3 separate regions of the Sus scrofa genome follow, and all the other regions are linked to region 1. A link is a contact called in public HiChIP or PLAC-seq data. All regions are on one chromosome and are shown on one strand. The core of a region is the stretch at or near the end of the contact, and the rest is flanking DNA. Distances in the headings are between cores, read along the strand shown. Region 1 holds the start of C7H6orf125. Region 2 holds the start of LOC100156657. Region 3 holds the start of TAPBP (tapasin).

Region 1 (5,030 bases), core at 1,811-4,310:
ATTGTTATCGATGTTTACTTGGTTGTCCTCTCCTCCCACTTAAATGTAAAACCCATGGGATCAGGGCCTCATCTGTTTTGTCCAACACATTCGAGGAGCTCAGGGCTGGCTTCATGGGAGTGTGATCTGAAGCCACCGCCCACCCACCCACCTGGGTTAATGCCCTGCTGTTGTTATCTCGAAATCTTTAATAATGTGTTAATGAGGAGCTTCACATTTTTGTGGGGGGAGGGGCACAAAGTCTACAGATAGTCTTAGATGAATGAATGTATGAATGAGCAAGTTCATCTGCCAACCCAGCTCTATCAGCTTCCAAAACCTCACTCTTGGACCACCAAGCCATGCAAGTCTGTAGTGGGGGGGAAGGGAGGTATGTAGGTTGATCAGGAAAAGGCTGTGCTGGGGAAGGAGAGCCTTAGAAGGAGACCCTGGGAGTTCCCATTGTGGCGCAGCGGTAACAAACCCACCTAGTACCCATGAGGATGCAGGTTTGATTCCTGGCCTTGCCCAGTGGGTTAAAGCTCCGGCGTTGCCACAAGCTGTGGTGTAGGTCTCGGACGTGGCTTGGATCCTATGTGGCTGTGGCTGTGGCTGTGGCTGTGGCCGGCAGCTGCCACTCCAATTCGATCTCTAGCCTGGGAACTTCTATATGCCCCATGTGCGGCCCTAAAAAGCAAAAAAAAAAAAAAGAAAGAAAAGGAGACCCTGGTTGTGGCTTCCCCTGCTCCAGCAGTTCTCAAACTCTCACTGTGCTTGTTCCTCAGTGGGGTGAAAACCCTCCCAGCACAGCTGGCGACCAGCCAGGTGCTCTTCCAAGCCACAGCTGTGGTGTGGCCTCAGGCAGAATGAGAAGGCCTCAGGGCACCCACCACAGTCAGCCCTAGGTGCCTGGTGCTTGATATTGATAGCAAATAAATTCTTGCCCTTTGGGTATCATCAAAACTGTGTGGTTATAGATATGTTATTGAGGAGTTCCCGTCGTGGTGCAGTGGTTAATGAATTCGACTAGGAACCATGAGGTTGCGGGTTGGATCCCTGGCCTTGCTCAGTGGGTTAAAGGATCCGGCATTGCCGTGAGCTGTGGTGTGGGTCGCAGATGCAGCTCGGATCTGGCGTTGCTGTGGCTGTGGTGCAGGCTGGGGGCTGCAGCTCCGATTAAACCCCTAGCCTGGGAACCTCCACATGCCATGGATGCAGCCCTAGAACAGGCCTGCCCACGTCTGAAATAAAATAAATAAATAAATAAAGTCCAAGCTGGTACTGCTCTTGCACAACCAGCCAATAAATCAAAACATGAGTTGCTGGGGCAAAGACCAGCCACTTTACTCTGAAAGCCAGCAGACTGAGAAGATGGCGGACTAGTGTCCCAAAGAACAACCTTCCCCAAGTTAGAATTCTGGCTTCTTTTGTACTGAAACAGGAAGGGATGTGGTTGGGTGCTGCAAACTTCTTGGTGCCAGAATCTTTTGTTCTTACAGATGTCCACAAGTGTCTGCTCACAATGTTCCCATAAACCTCCAAGACAACTCTCTGTTCTGCAACTTTTTAATCTCCATACGAGTGGGAAAGTGGTGCTATACCTTTAAAGGTTAGAGCCTTGAGAAACAGCTCTCCTGTACATTTCAGGCTCTAGGCAACATTCTTGCAGCAAAAGCAACAGAATACAAAGGTTAAAGTAAAACAGATTCAGTGTACATTACAAATACTGCAAATGGTGAGAGTGGTACAGGGAGAGGTACTGGTGGGTGGAGAATGCCGTGGGAGGGGGTCTTGAGTGCCTCATTTTCCAACCCCCCAACTCCCCTCAAGCAGGCATCACACATCCCTGTGTCCCCAGGTGTTCCCATTCATAGGTCTTTACCCTTAAGGACTTCAGACAGTTCAGAGCTATTCCCTGCTAAAACCACCCACTGATCTCTGTCCCCCCACTTCCTCTCTCTCCCAGTCGTGCCCCAAGCCTGGCTCTTGCTGCTCAAAGTCCCTCTCCCAAGCCCACTTTCAAAGCTTAACCATCCTCAAGGCCCAGCACAAATGCCATCTCCTTCAGAAGCAATCCCTGATCTTCCCCATTCCCCCAATCTCAACAGCTAGAAGGACTATTTCTTTCTCCAAACGCCTAGTATTCTTTAACACTTCCATTAAAGCCCTTGTCACTTCTAACATTGTATTTGGTTCTGAATTCACTCCCTGACTCAGGGCAGGAGTCTCCTGGAAACATACAAAGTAGACGGGTGGAGAGAAGGAAGAGATCTGGGGGAAGCCAAGCGCTGTGTGCATGGGATGGTCCTGTCTAAAGACAGGACAGTAAAGACGCAAAAGGAGGATGAGGCTTTCCTCAAGGAAAATCCGGAAGGTAGAGTTTTTGGGGTTTGTTTGTTTAAGAAAAGAAAAATCAGGATGCAGCTGGAACTGTATAAGAGCAAGCTTGGTAAAACAAGTTTTTTTCCAGGCTGCATCAACTCAAACAGACAAGTGGACGGCTTGGGGAGGGGGAGCTCAGAAGTGATACTAACAGGGGCTGGGGACACAGGGACAGGAGCGAGGAGCACTAAAGAAGGAATTGTGGCAGAGCACCAATCGTGGTACTGATAGGTACCGGGGCTTCGGGAAAGGGGCGCGGGCGGCGGCGGGGGGGGGGATGCTGCAAACCACGTGTGCTAGGATATTAAGTTCAAACATATCTTCATCGAATAACAACCTGTATTTACATGCAAATGTATCCGTTTATGCAAATCAGCAGAGGTCTCAGAGGAGGATTTTTAGTCTGGAGCTTGTGCATTCATTGAAAAAGAGAAGCAAAGCCGTCCCTGGGGGTACTCCACGCCTGACTTGCCCCTGGAAGACCGGCTGGTTCCAGAAGGACAAGAACTGAATTAGCTCGGCTCGCAGGGCAAGCGAGCAGCGCCCCCACCCGGAATGCGGCGAGCGCGGTGAAGGAGCGCATGCTCCCTCCCTCCTCCCTCTTCCCTCCTCCCTCCCGCGCCAGCTCCTCGGAAAGCCAGAGGTCCTTAGTGCGCAAACGCCTTCCGTCTGCGCCAACTCCTCCCTCGGGGGCGGGGACACGCGGGGCCCAAGATGGCGGCCAGCCGCTACCGGCGTTTTCTCAGGCTCTGTGAGGAATGGCCGCTGGACGAGACCAAACGGGGCCGGGACTTGGGCGCTTATCTGCGGCAGCGGGTAGCGCAGGCCTTTCGGGAGGGAGAGAACACCCAGGTGACACAGTGTGGGGACCGCCTGCGGCGGGAAGGCGTGGGGGGTAGGGGGGCAGGACAAGGCAGGGCGGGCCGGTGGCGGGCCCGGCGCATGCGCGCGCCGTTCCCTCGGCCACACGTGCGCGTGGACGGCTCCGTGCTCTTAACAACGTACCCCTCGGAGTTCTAGGACGCTTTTAAAAATCTGGAGACCTGGGTCGTTCGACCTACTCGAATCAGAGTGTGGGGCAGGCCTTGGCCTCAGTATTTTTAAAAGCTCTCCATGATTCTAGGCGCAGTACCTGTGGCAGTCTGTTCCTCCCCTGACACTACCGTACCTCACAGTGCTGTGTGGTGACCGATAGCCAAAGCCCTGTCCTCACCCCAGGCCCCTGCGTTTGAGTAGACCTGCGTTTTTGTGGTTTTTTTTTTTTCGGCTTTTGTGTTTTGAGGGCCGCACCTGTGGCATATGGAGGTTCCCAGACTAAGGGTCGAATCAGAGCTACAGCTGCTGGCCAACACCACAGCCACAGCAACGCCAGGTCCGAGCCGCGTCTGCCACCTCCACCACAGCTCATGGCAACGCCGGATCCTTAACCTACTGAGTGAGGCCAGGGAGCAAACCTTCGTCCTCATGGGTGCTAGTCATATTCAGTTGCCTCGTAAAAGACCCTAAGACTCCATGATAGGGTCTTAAAGACAGGCTCTGATTAGAAGGTGGATTTTATCATAAGACCATTGAGCTGGGAAGGTTTAGTCGGGGCCGATGTGACCTAATTTACTTTTTTTAAAGATCACTCTGGTTGTAGTAGTGAATGGATTATAGGGGGGCAAGAATAGAAGCAGTCAGCTGGAGAAGAGGTTACTCTGGCAGCCCAGGCAAGAAATGGTGGTGTGGATGCAGAAGGCAGCCCAGGAGAGGGAAGTGGCTGGATTGAGGTTGCCGTGGAAGGTTGCGGCCACAGGTTTCCCTGATACATTGGATGCAGGATAGAAGGAAAGGTGAACCAAGGGTCACACCTAGATTGTTTTGGCCTGAGCATCTGGGTGGAAGGTGGTGCCATTAACTGAGATGAGAAAGACTAGATGAGGAACAGGTGGGATGTGGGAAGAACATCTTGTGTTTGGTGTTAGACGTGTTGAACTTGAGATGCAGAGTGCTGTTACCTCTGAGTGGAAATGTCAAGTAGACAGTAGGATATTTGAGCCTGGGGCTCGGGTGAGAGGTCAGGCCTATGAGATAGCATATACACACATACACAGTCTGAGGAAGTGACTTTTGCAAAATTTGGCCACAGCTGTCAAAGTAGGAACATGGTCTTTTGCAACTTAGCTACACGGAGCCAAGCCAGCCCACCTAGTAGAGCAAGAACATGCCCAGTGGCATCATGGGGACAAGCACTGGGTGGGTGTTGGGATGGATGGAGTGTCTGACTAGGGCTGGGGAGGGTGTGGGGGTGTGTGACACCACACTGAGGCCTCACACTTCTTACAGTGCTCTTCACTGGCCCAAAGGATAAAGATTTTGCAGGCAAGAATCATAGCTAGTCCCAATCCTGTGAATCCCATAAGCCTTCTAGGGCTGTGCTCCCTATGTATTTCTGGTGCGAGCTTCCTGAAAATAGAGGTTGTTCCATTTTTATCTTTCTCCCCATAGTGTCTCACATAGTTCCTCACACATAAAAGACACTCAGTAAATGAATGGATGGTTACATAAATGATTGGTGGTGGCTCATGAGACAAAAATCATTTGAATATAGTTGCAGGTGTAGCAGAACTAGATGGAGAGAAGTTGCAAAGAGTGAGAAGGGGATATTTCTGTGTCCTGAGTGGTGAGAA
Region 2 (5,030 bases), core at 1,464-3,963, 400 kb before region 1:
CCAGCACACAGCTGGTCAGAAAGAGGTGCCCCACCCATCCTCCCATTATGCCCTACCCTTGTCTATCACACCAAGGGCTCTCAGAAGTCTTTGAGCTGCTCAGGGTCTCAGCTTGTTCATTTGTATTTATTTATTTATTTATTTTTGGTCTTTTTTATTATTTATTTTTTTTTAATTTTTTTTTGTCTTTTTGCTATTTTTTGGGCTGCTCCTGCGGCATATGGAGTTTCCCAGGCTAGGGGTCTAATCGGAGCTGAAGCTGCCAGCCTATGCCAGAGCCACAGCAACTCGGGATCCGAGCCGTGTCTGCAACCTACACCACAGCTCACGGCAATGCCGGATCGTTAACCCACTGAGCAAGGGCAGGGATCGAACCCGCAACCTCATGGTTCCTAGTCAGATTCGTTAACCACTGCGCCACTACAGGAACTCCTATTTTTGGTCTTTTTTAGAGCCGCACCCACAGCATATGGTAGTTGCCAGGCCAGGGGTCTAATCAGAGCCACAGCTGCCGGCCTACACCACAGCTCACGGCAATGCCAGATCCTTAACGCACTGAGCAAGGCCAGGGATTGACCCCGAAACCTCCTGGTTCCTAGTTGGATTCGCTTCCGCTGCGCCACAACGGGAACTCCTTAAATTGAAGTTGCCCCTACTACCTTGAATAGTGTTCTGGGGTAAAGGAAGTAAATACATGCTGAGTATCATCCCAGTATCACTAGACCCTCAGTTTATGTGGTTGGAAGTCCTGAGAACAGGGACAAAGGTTGGATGTGTGGGCAGACAAGGGGGCCTGGTTTCTAAAACCTACTACTTAATTCCCACTTCCTTGTAAGATGAGAGGGGCACTACATGGGTAGGGGCCTCCTCCCTCTGCCCTCAGCTCTGGTAAAAGCCTGGCATGAGTGGTCTCCCTACTCTCCACACTCAAAAGCCTGAGAACCCCAGGAAATCTACCTGCAGCCTCCAAACCCAAGCTTTTCTCTCATTCCTTTCCCTTTATCTGATTCCCCATCAGTCAGATGGTGGCAATTCTAAGCAAAAGGCCAGAGTTCTCACCTGTCCTCTGGTTCCTAACTGGGTATTACTCCTTCAGATCTGCCCTCAATTAATTGCCGCTGGTAGGACTTGAGGAAGTGAAGTGGCTCAACCATGTCCATGCCATTGGCTGCCCCTGGCAAGAACAATGACCCATGCCACCCCTGTATCTCCATTAGCACTTGAGGATTCAGGAGACCTTAACCTGCCACAACTTTTATGTCCTTGGACGTTTTCCATCACCTGCCAATCTGGAATTTTCCCAATTGCATGTGATTGTGGTGGTGGAGAGGAGGGTGTGGTATAAACTATACACACACAGTTTGACGTAACTTTATTTATTTATTTGCTTTTTAGGGCCGCACTGGTGGCATATGGAGGTTCCCTGGCTAGGGGTTGAATTGGAGCTACAGCTGCCGGCCTATACCACAGCCACAGCAACATGGGATCCCACCCACCTCTGCGACCTACGGCACAGCTTATAGCAATGCCAGATCCCCAACCCTCTAAGCAAGAACTGGGATTGAACCTGCATCCTCATGGATACTAGTGGGATTTGTTTCTGCTGCACCACAACGGGAACCCCTGACTTAACTTTAGACTCACATGTAGTTGTAAGAAATATTAGCAATCCCTCATATGCTTTGGCCGGCTCCGCCCAGTGCTAACATTTGCAGAACTGTAGTATAACATCACAACCAGGACACTGACACTGGTAAAATCCAACAATCTTATTCACATTTCTCCAGTTAAGTGTGTGACATTGTGACATTTTACTTACCAAACCAAGCTCACCTACTGATCAAGCTACCTGTGACCCAGGGGGACTTCACCTCATAGCTCCGTCTGTGCCTCAGAAAACTGGAAGGAGGTTAACAGGGAATTTAAAATACAGGGTATGCCATGTGCCAGGCTCTACCCATGTCACTGTGTAATCTTTATAGCAGCCTGTTTTGCCAACTTTAAGACTGAGGCATAGAGAGGATGGCTGGGTGGGTGTATCCAAGGTCCATGGGCTGGGCAGGTGCGACTCTGGACCTGCATATTCTACCCTCTGGGCAGAGCACAGAGGGCCAGGCTGCAATACTACCGTCTGTGCGGTTCTATAAAGACTAACAGGGCGCGGAGTTCCCATCGTGGCGCAGTGGTTAACGAATCTGACTGGGAACCGTGAGGTTGCGGGTTCGATCCCTGGCCTTGCTCGGTGGGTTAAGGATTTGGCGTTGCCGTGAGCTGTGGTGTAGGTCGAAGACACGGCTCGGATCCCGAGTTGCTGTGGCTCTGGCGTAGGCCGGCGGCTACAGCTCCGATTCGACCCCTAGCCTGAGAACTTCCATATGCTACAGAAGAGGCCCTAGAAAAGGCCAAAAGACAAAAAAAAAAAAAAGACTAACGGGGGCGCTTGTGGGGCCAGGGCTCCAACCAGATCAGCACGCAAAGGAGACCAAGCTCTGCCTGGAATGTGAACTCCCAAGCGCTCCCGCCCCGGGGGACGCCGGGAAGCCGCGCGCGCCCCGCCCCTCCCCGCTGCGCAGCCCTCGGCTGCCCCCTGCCGTCGCGTGGTGGTCCCTGCAGCCCGGGCCGTCTCCGCCTTCGCACCGCCCATTCCCCGCCTCCTGATTGGCCGCTCCAGGAGTCTCCGGGCCTTCTGCCTTCCGATGCTGTGGCCCCGCCCATTTCCCCGGGTCCTTTGATCACGCGCCTGCCGGCTCTTCCGGGGCCCGGGAGCCAACCGAGGGCGTTCCACTCCGGGCTGCAGCGGCGGGAGGTAAGGCATGGCCGGGTTGGATGGGCTGCAGAGCGCCGGCACAAGTCCACGCCTCGGGGTGTCGGGATTCCGGGATACCCGGGCCCCTCTGCGCTCCCAAGTTCCCCTCCCCCGGCCTGAGCCTCCCAGCGCCATGGCAACTACCTCCCGCACGCCGTTGCTGGTCCGCGTCCTAAGAACGGCCTGTCACTCTCCCTATCTCGGCATGTCCCCTCGACTGTGGGACGGTGCGATTCTGGGACGGTGCGATGCGACTGGGCAAGCCCGCAGCCCCCACGGGCCCCGGGACCGGCCCAAGCTCATACCTTGCCTTCCGATGGGAACCGAGGCGAACCGAGGTCGCAGACCGCGGGGCATCGGCGTTGAGCCTCCACGGGCAATCTCCTTCCCTCTGTCATGGGAACTGACCCTCTCCACCTCCGCCTGTCAAACCCGGGCCAGGAGGGGAGGGACTAGGGCGGAGCCCCGAGTGGGGATCAGGGGAAGGTGACATCACCTCGCAGATGCAATCCAGTCCTGCCCACTTGTGTCTACCCTGGCACATGAGACCAGTGGGGGAAATGGTGCCCAGGAGATATGTCTGGAGTGACACCAGGGACAAAGAGGGCATATAGGACCTATGGCCTGAAGTGTGGGAATTGGACCGGGACTGAGGGAGATGCGCCCCTTCAGAAGCCCCTACCTCACCCCTAGGCTACAGTCCAGGACCCTCATAGTTTAATCTTAACCTCCTTATTTTGCTCCCTTGGAGCTGCTGGCAGCCCAGTGCCCTAGAAGGTTGGGCAGGGGCTGGGACCATACACCTAACCTTTCCCCAGAAATTGATAGCTGCAAATGTTTCGGCCAGCACCCTGAGCTGGGCCCCACCTTGATTTGGGGATAGGAGCTGAAAGGGCCTCAGGCCCTGACTCTGGGCCTTTCCTGGGTGCCCTTTACACCCAGGATTTGCAGAGTTGCTGGAGGGTTAACCCCAGCACACTGACCTGGAAGATCCCTTGTCCCAGCACCTGACTTAAGTTTTCACACATTACTGGCTCTTGGGGAGGGATCCAGAGCCTAGGTGTCTCTCTGGGTGACATTGACAACCTCCTTCCTCCTCCCCAGGGAGCCCAGTGGAGGCGCCCTCCCGAGGCAGCACTGCCCATGCTGACTACCCAGCCCTCCAGCTGCCGATGTCATGAGTAACACCACAGTGCCCAATGCCCCCCAGGCCAACAGCGACTCCATGGTGGGCTATGTGTTGGGGCCTTTCTTCCTCATCACCCTGGTCGGGGTGGTGGTGGCTGTGGTAAGGAGCCCCCACATCCACTCATATATACCCACACTTTTGCTAAGGCAGGGCTGGGTGGGCCTGGTCCAGCCTGCACAGGGCACCTCAGCTGTCCTGTTACGGGAGCGGAGGGTGTGGAAATGGGCCCCACTCACTCGTGGGCCATGCTGGGCTCAGCTGCCTCCACAGTGCTGTGTCTCTGTTACAGGTAATGTATGTCCAGAAGAAAAAGCGGTGAGTGTCCCCGCCCCCTGAACATTCTGCTTAAAGTTCTCCCCATGGCATCTCAGCTCCCTGCGCAGGTTAAGACGCCCCTCAGGCATTATGAAACTAGCCTGGAATTCCCTACACTCCACTGTTCGGTTTTCACACCCAGACATGTATTAGAGCTCTAGTGTACCCCAAAAGGCACCCACTGGAAGCGCCCCCGCCAGGAGCAGTAGAGACGGGGCAGTCAGGTGTCTGTGGACCCCCGGAGCTGAACCCGTCCCATGCTCCCCAGGGTAGACCGGCTTCGCCATCACCTGCTCCCTATGTACAGCTATGACCCTGCTGAGGAGCTGCACGAGGCCGAGCAGGAGCTGCTCTCTGACGTGGGAGACCCCAAGGTGAGCACTTGGGACAGGCACAATCAGGAGAGGTGGGCCCGCGGTTTGCACCCTTGAAGCCAGAGCCTTGCTGTGGCTAGAGGGCTACCTCCTCCAAGGTTGTGCGGCAGACTCCTGGCACACAGCCCGTGGCATGATCTCCCTCACAGGTGGTACATGGCTGGCAGAGTGGCTACCAGCACAAGCGGATGCCCTTGCTGGATGTCAAGACGTGACCCGAGCCCCTTGCCCTCATCTTCAGAACCATGGGGTCCTGGACCCTGCAGCCTGCTGCTTCCCCCCAACTCCCAGCTCACCTTCCTGGGTCTCCACGCCCCCCACCCCCCTGTGCCTGGCAGCACCTGTT
Region 3 (5,030 bases), core at 1,293-3,792, 260 kb after region 1:
AATACTGAGAGCTGACCTGCGCCCCTACCAAGGAAAAGGTACAAAACTCCAAAAGGGTAAATTTTGGAAACTCAAGCTCTCAGGCAATTGTGAATTTCTGAAGGGAGGCACCCAGCTCCCCAAGAGCTTCTTGTTTCTCTTAACCTACAAGGAAGGAGCACTGGATTTGCAGTTAGAACACCTGCATTTGTGGGCGCTGCCCCTTACTAGTGTGACCTTGGATAATCTCTTACTCTTTCTGAGCCTCAGTTTCCTCATCCGTCAAGTGGGGTTGACAGGAATACCCACCTTACAGTGTCGTTGTGGGAAGTTACTTGGAGAATAAGTGCGAACAAGCTTTTAAACTGTACAGGGCTGTGTCATTATGAGATGTTATCTTTCTTCTTTCTTTTCCTTTCCAGAGACCCCCCCGGCCGCCCTCCTCCTCCCCTTGTTCCTGTGGCTGGGGGGTACCCCTCCCCTCCACACCATGGAGCCATCTCCTATGTCTCCGGGTGGGGCCGCACTCCCTCTGCCTCTATCACTGGCCCCCCCGCCACTGCCCCTGCCTGCGGCTGCGGTGGTACACGTGTCCTTCCCTGAGGTGACCAGTGCCCTCCTGGAGTCCCTCAATCAACAGCGGCTGCAGGGCCAGCTCTGTGATGTGTCCATCCGAGTGCAGGGACGGGAGTTCAGGGCTCATCGTGCTGTTTTGGCTGCGTCCTCCCCTTATTTCCACGACCAGGTCTTACTCAAGGGCATGACCTCCATCTCACTGCCCAGCGTCATGGACCCCGGAGCCTTCGAGACTGTGTTGGCTTCAGCTTACACTGGCCGGCTCAGCATGGCCGCTGCCGACATTGTCAACTTCCTCACAGTGGGGTCTGTGCTCCAGATGTGGCACATCGTGGACAAGTGCACTGAACTCCTCCGAGAGGGCCGGGCTTCAGCCACCACCACCACCGTCACTACTGCTGCAGCAACATCCGTCACTGTCCCTGGTGCAGGGGTCCCCCCCGGGAGTGGGGGCAGTGTAGCCCCTGCTGCTGTGGGCTCCGTGCGCTCTCATGCCTCCAGCCGGGCCAGTGAGAATCAGTCCCCCAGCAGCAGCAACTACTTCAGCCCCCGGGAGTCCACTGATTTCTCCTCTTCATCCCAAGAGGCTTTTGCGGCTTCTGCAGTGGGCAGCGGGGAGCGTCGAGGTGGTGGCCCTGTGTTCCCAGCCCCGGTGGTTGGCAGTGGAGGGGCTACCTCTGGGAAGCTGCTGCTGGAGGCAGATGAGCTGTGTGATGATGGCGGGGATGGGAGGGGGGCGGTGGTCCCTGGGGCTGGGCTCCGGCGGCCGGTCTATGCACCCCCCAGCATCGTACCACAGAAACACTGGGTGTACGTGAAGCGGGGTGGAACCTGCCCCGCACCAGCACCCCTGGCTCCCCAAGACCCAGACCTGGAGGAAGATGAGGAGGAGGAAGACTTGGTGTTGACCTGTGAGGATGATGAAGATGAAGAGCTGGGGGGTGGCTCCCATGTTCCACCAGGGGGAGAACCTGAGACGACCCTTAGCATTAGTGATGTCCGGACCCTGTCTGAGCCTCCAGACAAGGGAGAGGAGCAGGTCAATTTCTGTGAGTCCTCCAATGACTTTGGCCCCTATGAGAGTGGGGGTCCCGGAGGGGGGCTTGAGGATTCAGGGGGACCAACCCCTTCCTCCTATGCTCCCTCCCACCCTCCTAGGCCCCTGCTTCCGCTGGACATGCAGGGCAACCAGATCCTAGTCTTCCCATCCTCTTCATCCACCTCCTCCTCCTCCTCACAGGCTCCAGGCCAGCCACCAGGGAACCAAACTGAACACGGGGCTGTGACGCTGGGGGGCGCGTCAGCAGGGGCCCTGGGCATGCCGGGTGGCACTGGTGGGACCCCTGGAGGAACAGGCAGTGGGGATGGAAATAAGATCTTTCTGTGCCACTGCGGGAAGGCCTTCTCCCATAAGAGCATGCGCGATCGGCACGTGAACATGCACCTGAACCTGCGGCCCTTTGACTGCCCCGTGTGCAACAAGAAGTTCAAGATGAAGCATCACCTGACGGAGCACATGAAGACTCACACAGGCCTCAAGCCCTACGAGTGCGGCGTCTGCGCCAAGAAGTTCATGTGGCGAGACAGCTTCATGCGCCACCGGGGACACTGTGAGCGCCGGCACCGCCTAGGTGGGGGCGGGGCCGGGGCCGGGGCTGGGGCGGGACCCGGGGGGCCCACCGGGCCAGCCGTGCAACCCAAGAGAGAGTCTCCAGGCCGGGGCAGCGGCGACGAGGCGAGTGGGACCACGCCCCCGCCCAGCCGACGGGTCTGGTCCCCGCCCAGTGTCCATAAGGTGGAAATGGGCTTCGGTGGGGGCGGAGGAGCAAACTGAAGAGGCGGGCTACTGGGGGTAGCCTGCGAAGGAGGGAAGAGGAACGGGAGCCAGGGGCCCTGTGGCTCTTACGTGGTGTCCCCACACACCTACTGTCTTCCTATCTCAATAGACTTGTACATATTCTGGAGTTGGGACCGCGTTGCACCACGGATCACCCCTTTCCACTCTGCAGCCCCTCCTCCCCAAAGTATCCCCAAACCCAGCCCTTCGTCCCCCTCAGATGGGTACACTGAAGCCCCAGCCCCAGAGTAGAATAGGGCGCACTCGGTGGGGAGTGGGGAGGGAGAGGGGGCTAGTGGAGCATCCTGGAGTCGCTGGGTCAAGGGTCAGGTGGTTGTAGTCTGTACCTGAAGTCTGTGTTTGTGTTGTTGTGGGGACCAGGTCTTTGAGCCCCACCCTTGTCCTGGAACATACCCTGTCCCTCAAAGGATGTGCCCCTTATTTCCACCCTAACCTCTCCTCCCCCACCTTGGCGTCCCCCACCTTGATTCTCACTGGGGAGGGGGGAGTGAAGACAAGGAGGGAGTAAGTTGTAGGAGTTTTTATTTTAAATCTTATTTTTTTTAAATGGTGATTAAAATATTTATTGGTCATTTCACTTGGCTTCCCGACACCCCCTATGTGTTTGCTGGGGACTTGGCACAGGTGGGGGATGGTGGAGGGATGGTTCTCAGGGAAGGGGATTCTGGCGGAGAGGAAGGGGGAGCCCAGAGGGCGGGAGGGCTCCGGACTTTGTGGTGTTGGGTGGTCCAGGAGGGCGGGGGGGGGGAGTGGGTGCGACTGAGGTCCCCAGACCAGAACTGGAGAGGAGGTTCCGGTGCAGCCTGCGGGGAAGCACCTGCCTCCCCCGCCTTCACCTAACCCGAGCGGGGATTTCCTCCGTCCCACCTGCGGCCTTTGGAGGAAAGTGAAAGTGAAAGGGGGAAGAGGAGGCTGCGGAGCTGAGAGGATCGCGACGCCATGAAGCCTCTGTCTCTGCTCCTCTCTGTAGTAGCTTTGGGTGAGCTAACCCCGCGACTCTCTGCTCAGAGAAGCGGTGGGAGGTGACCCCGCCACGGCAGGGGTGGGGGGTAGGGGGTGGGGAGAGGTCAGACCACCTGATATTGGGGCCAACACCTCACCCGCACCCTTCCACCCCAGGCTTGGCGTCCACCGTCTCGGCGGGTCCCGCGGTGATCGAGTGCTGGTTCGTGGAGGATGCGGGCCGGGGCCAGCTGTCCAAGAAACCCGCTGCCCTGCTGCTGCGCCAGGGCCCCGGGAGCCCACCTCCTCGGCCGGACCTCGAGCCAGAGCTCTACCTCAAAGTGCACGGTGAGCCTTCCCCGACTCGCTCCCAATTCCGTCGCCTCCACCGAAAGCCTCTCCTCTTTGGGTCTTGTAGTGTCCGCGGGCCTGTTTCCTCCTCCGTAAAATGAAGCTGGAATACCTGTGAATCGCTCACTACCGGGTGGTTTGCCGGTTTGAAATCCCGCCTTCCTGCCCCTTTGCTGGCGGCGACTCTACAGTTACACCTCCCTTCTCTGCTCTCACAGACCCTGCGGGAGCCCTCCTAGCCGCCTTCAGGCAGTACCCCCGGGACGCCCCCGCGCCACGCTGCGAGATGAGCCACTATATCCCGCTCCCCGCCTCGCCCGACTGGGTCAGCGGCTTGACTCCGGAGCAGAGGTGCCCGCGGGCCCTGGACGGGAAGTGGCTAATGGTCAGTATGTCCAGCCCGGTACTCAGCCTTTCCAGCTTCCTTCAGCCGCAGTCTGAGCCTCAGCTGGAGCCTGCTCTCATCACCATGGCAACAGGTAGCTAAGGAGGGGAAGTGGAAATAAATGGGTACATTCTAAGGGTCCAGAAAAGCCGGTTCCCCAGTGGGGTCTCAGTTTCCTTATTTGTAGATCCAGGCAGTTCAGCTAAAATTTAGCTATACCTACTGCTGCCTCTAGGCCCAGCCCAGTTTTTTTAAAGACTTGCGGCTTGGGGCGGGGCTTCGCAGTATTCCGGGGGCGGGGCTTTGGGGGGGTGGGGCGATGGGTCTTGGAGTGTCTCGGGAGAAGGAATTTTTCTCCTTTCCCGCCTAGATCTTGCTAGGTGCCCCCTCCTTTGCGGTTCGCTTAGTTTAGACATCCTTGGCAGATAGCTAAGCACGGGCTCTTGAGCACAAGCTTCTTGACCTCCCCGACAGCTCCTTGTGAGGACGTGTTGACCCTGTGGTCACCAAATAGTGGGCTTGAGTGCATGGAAGAGAGGAGGCGGGAGAGCAGATGGTTCCAGCTGCAAGGACCACTTATTGCATCATGCTACGCAATTTGGGGTCCAGGGGTCAGGGTTGGGCGCAGAGAGGGAGTGGGTGGAAAATGCAAGAGTAGGGAAGATCTGACCTGTCCAGGACTTGGAATTTCTAGGAACTATTCTGTGGACGGTGGGCAGGATATAAACAGAGTCCTTGGCTTCCTTCAGGCTTAAGCAATTTTGTGGAAACAATACAACTTGACCAGCCTGGGTTGGTCAAGCCCAGCTGAACCCTACACCCTCCATTTGCCAGGAGTCCCTACACCCACAGGGCTCAGTGCCCACCCTGCAACCCTGACCTGCACCTACACCTCCATTCTCAGTCCCCAGACGTGGACAGGGGCAGAGGCGAGCCGCT

Evidence for each region. HiChIP or PLAC-seq counts read pairs in DNA pulled down with a chosen protein or histone mark.
Region 2: an H3K27ac HiChIP or PLAC-seq map of skeletal muscle shows a contact between it and region 1, with 2.3 times the contacts expected there. The contact joins the promoter of LOC100156657 here to the promoter of C7H6orf125 in region 1. A contact is called at or near these places in 1 of 5 promoter capture datasets (liver) and 1 of 2 datasets of contacts at active chromatin or transcription factors (skeletal muscle).
Region 3: a contact with region 1 is called in an H3K27ac HiChIP or PLAC-seq map of alveolar macrophages. The contact joins the promoter of TAPBP here to the promoter of C7H6orf125 in region 1. A contact is called at or near these places in 1 of 5 promoter capture datasets (liver) and 1 of 2 datasets of contacts at active chromatin or transcription factors (alveolar macrophages).

Annotation. Positions count from the first base shown.
Region 1 is chr7:29,927,832-29,932,861 of Sscrofa11.1, reverse strand. C7H6orf125 reads left to right here and starts at 3,060. Exons shown (of 4, transcript NM_001243451.1): 1 at 3,060-3,213. The coding sequence starts at 3,076.
Region 2 is chr7:30,329,734-30,334,763 of Sscrofa11.1, reverse strand. LOC100156657 reads left to right here and starts at 2,713. Exons shown (of 5, transcript NM_001190191.1): 1 at 2,713-2,806; 2 at 3,911-4,094; 3 at 4,285-4,310; 4 at 4,579-4,684; 5 at 4,834-5,030. The coding sequence starts at 3,984. The coding sequence ends at 4,899.
Region 3 is chr7:29,670,965-29,675,994 of Sscrofa11.1, reverse strand. It overlaps TAPBP (tapasin), which reads left to right and starts at 2,542. Exons shown (of 8, transcript XM_005665884.3): 1 at 2,542-3,392; 2 at 3,533-3,703; 3 at 3,925-4,185. The coding sequence starts at 3,353. It overlaps ZBTB22 (zinc finger and BTB domain-containing protein 22), which reads left to right. Exons shown (of 2, transcript XM_001927786.4): 2 at 402-2,989. The coding sequence starts at 470. The coding sequence ends at 2,389.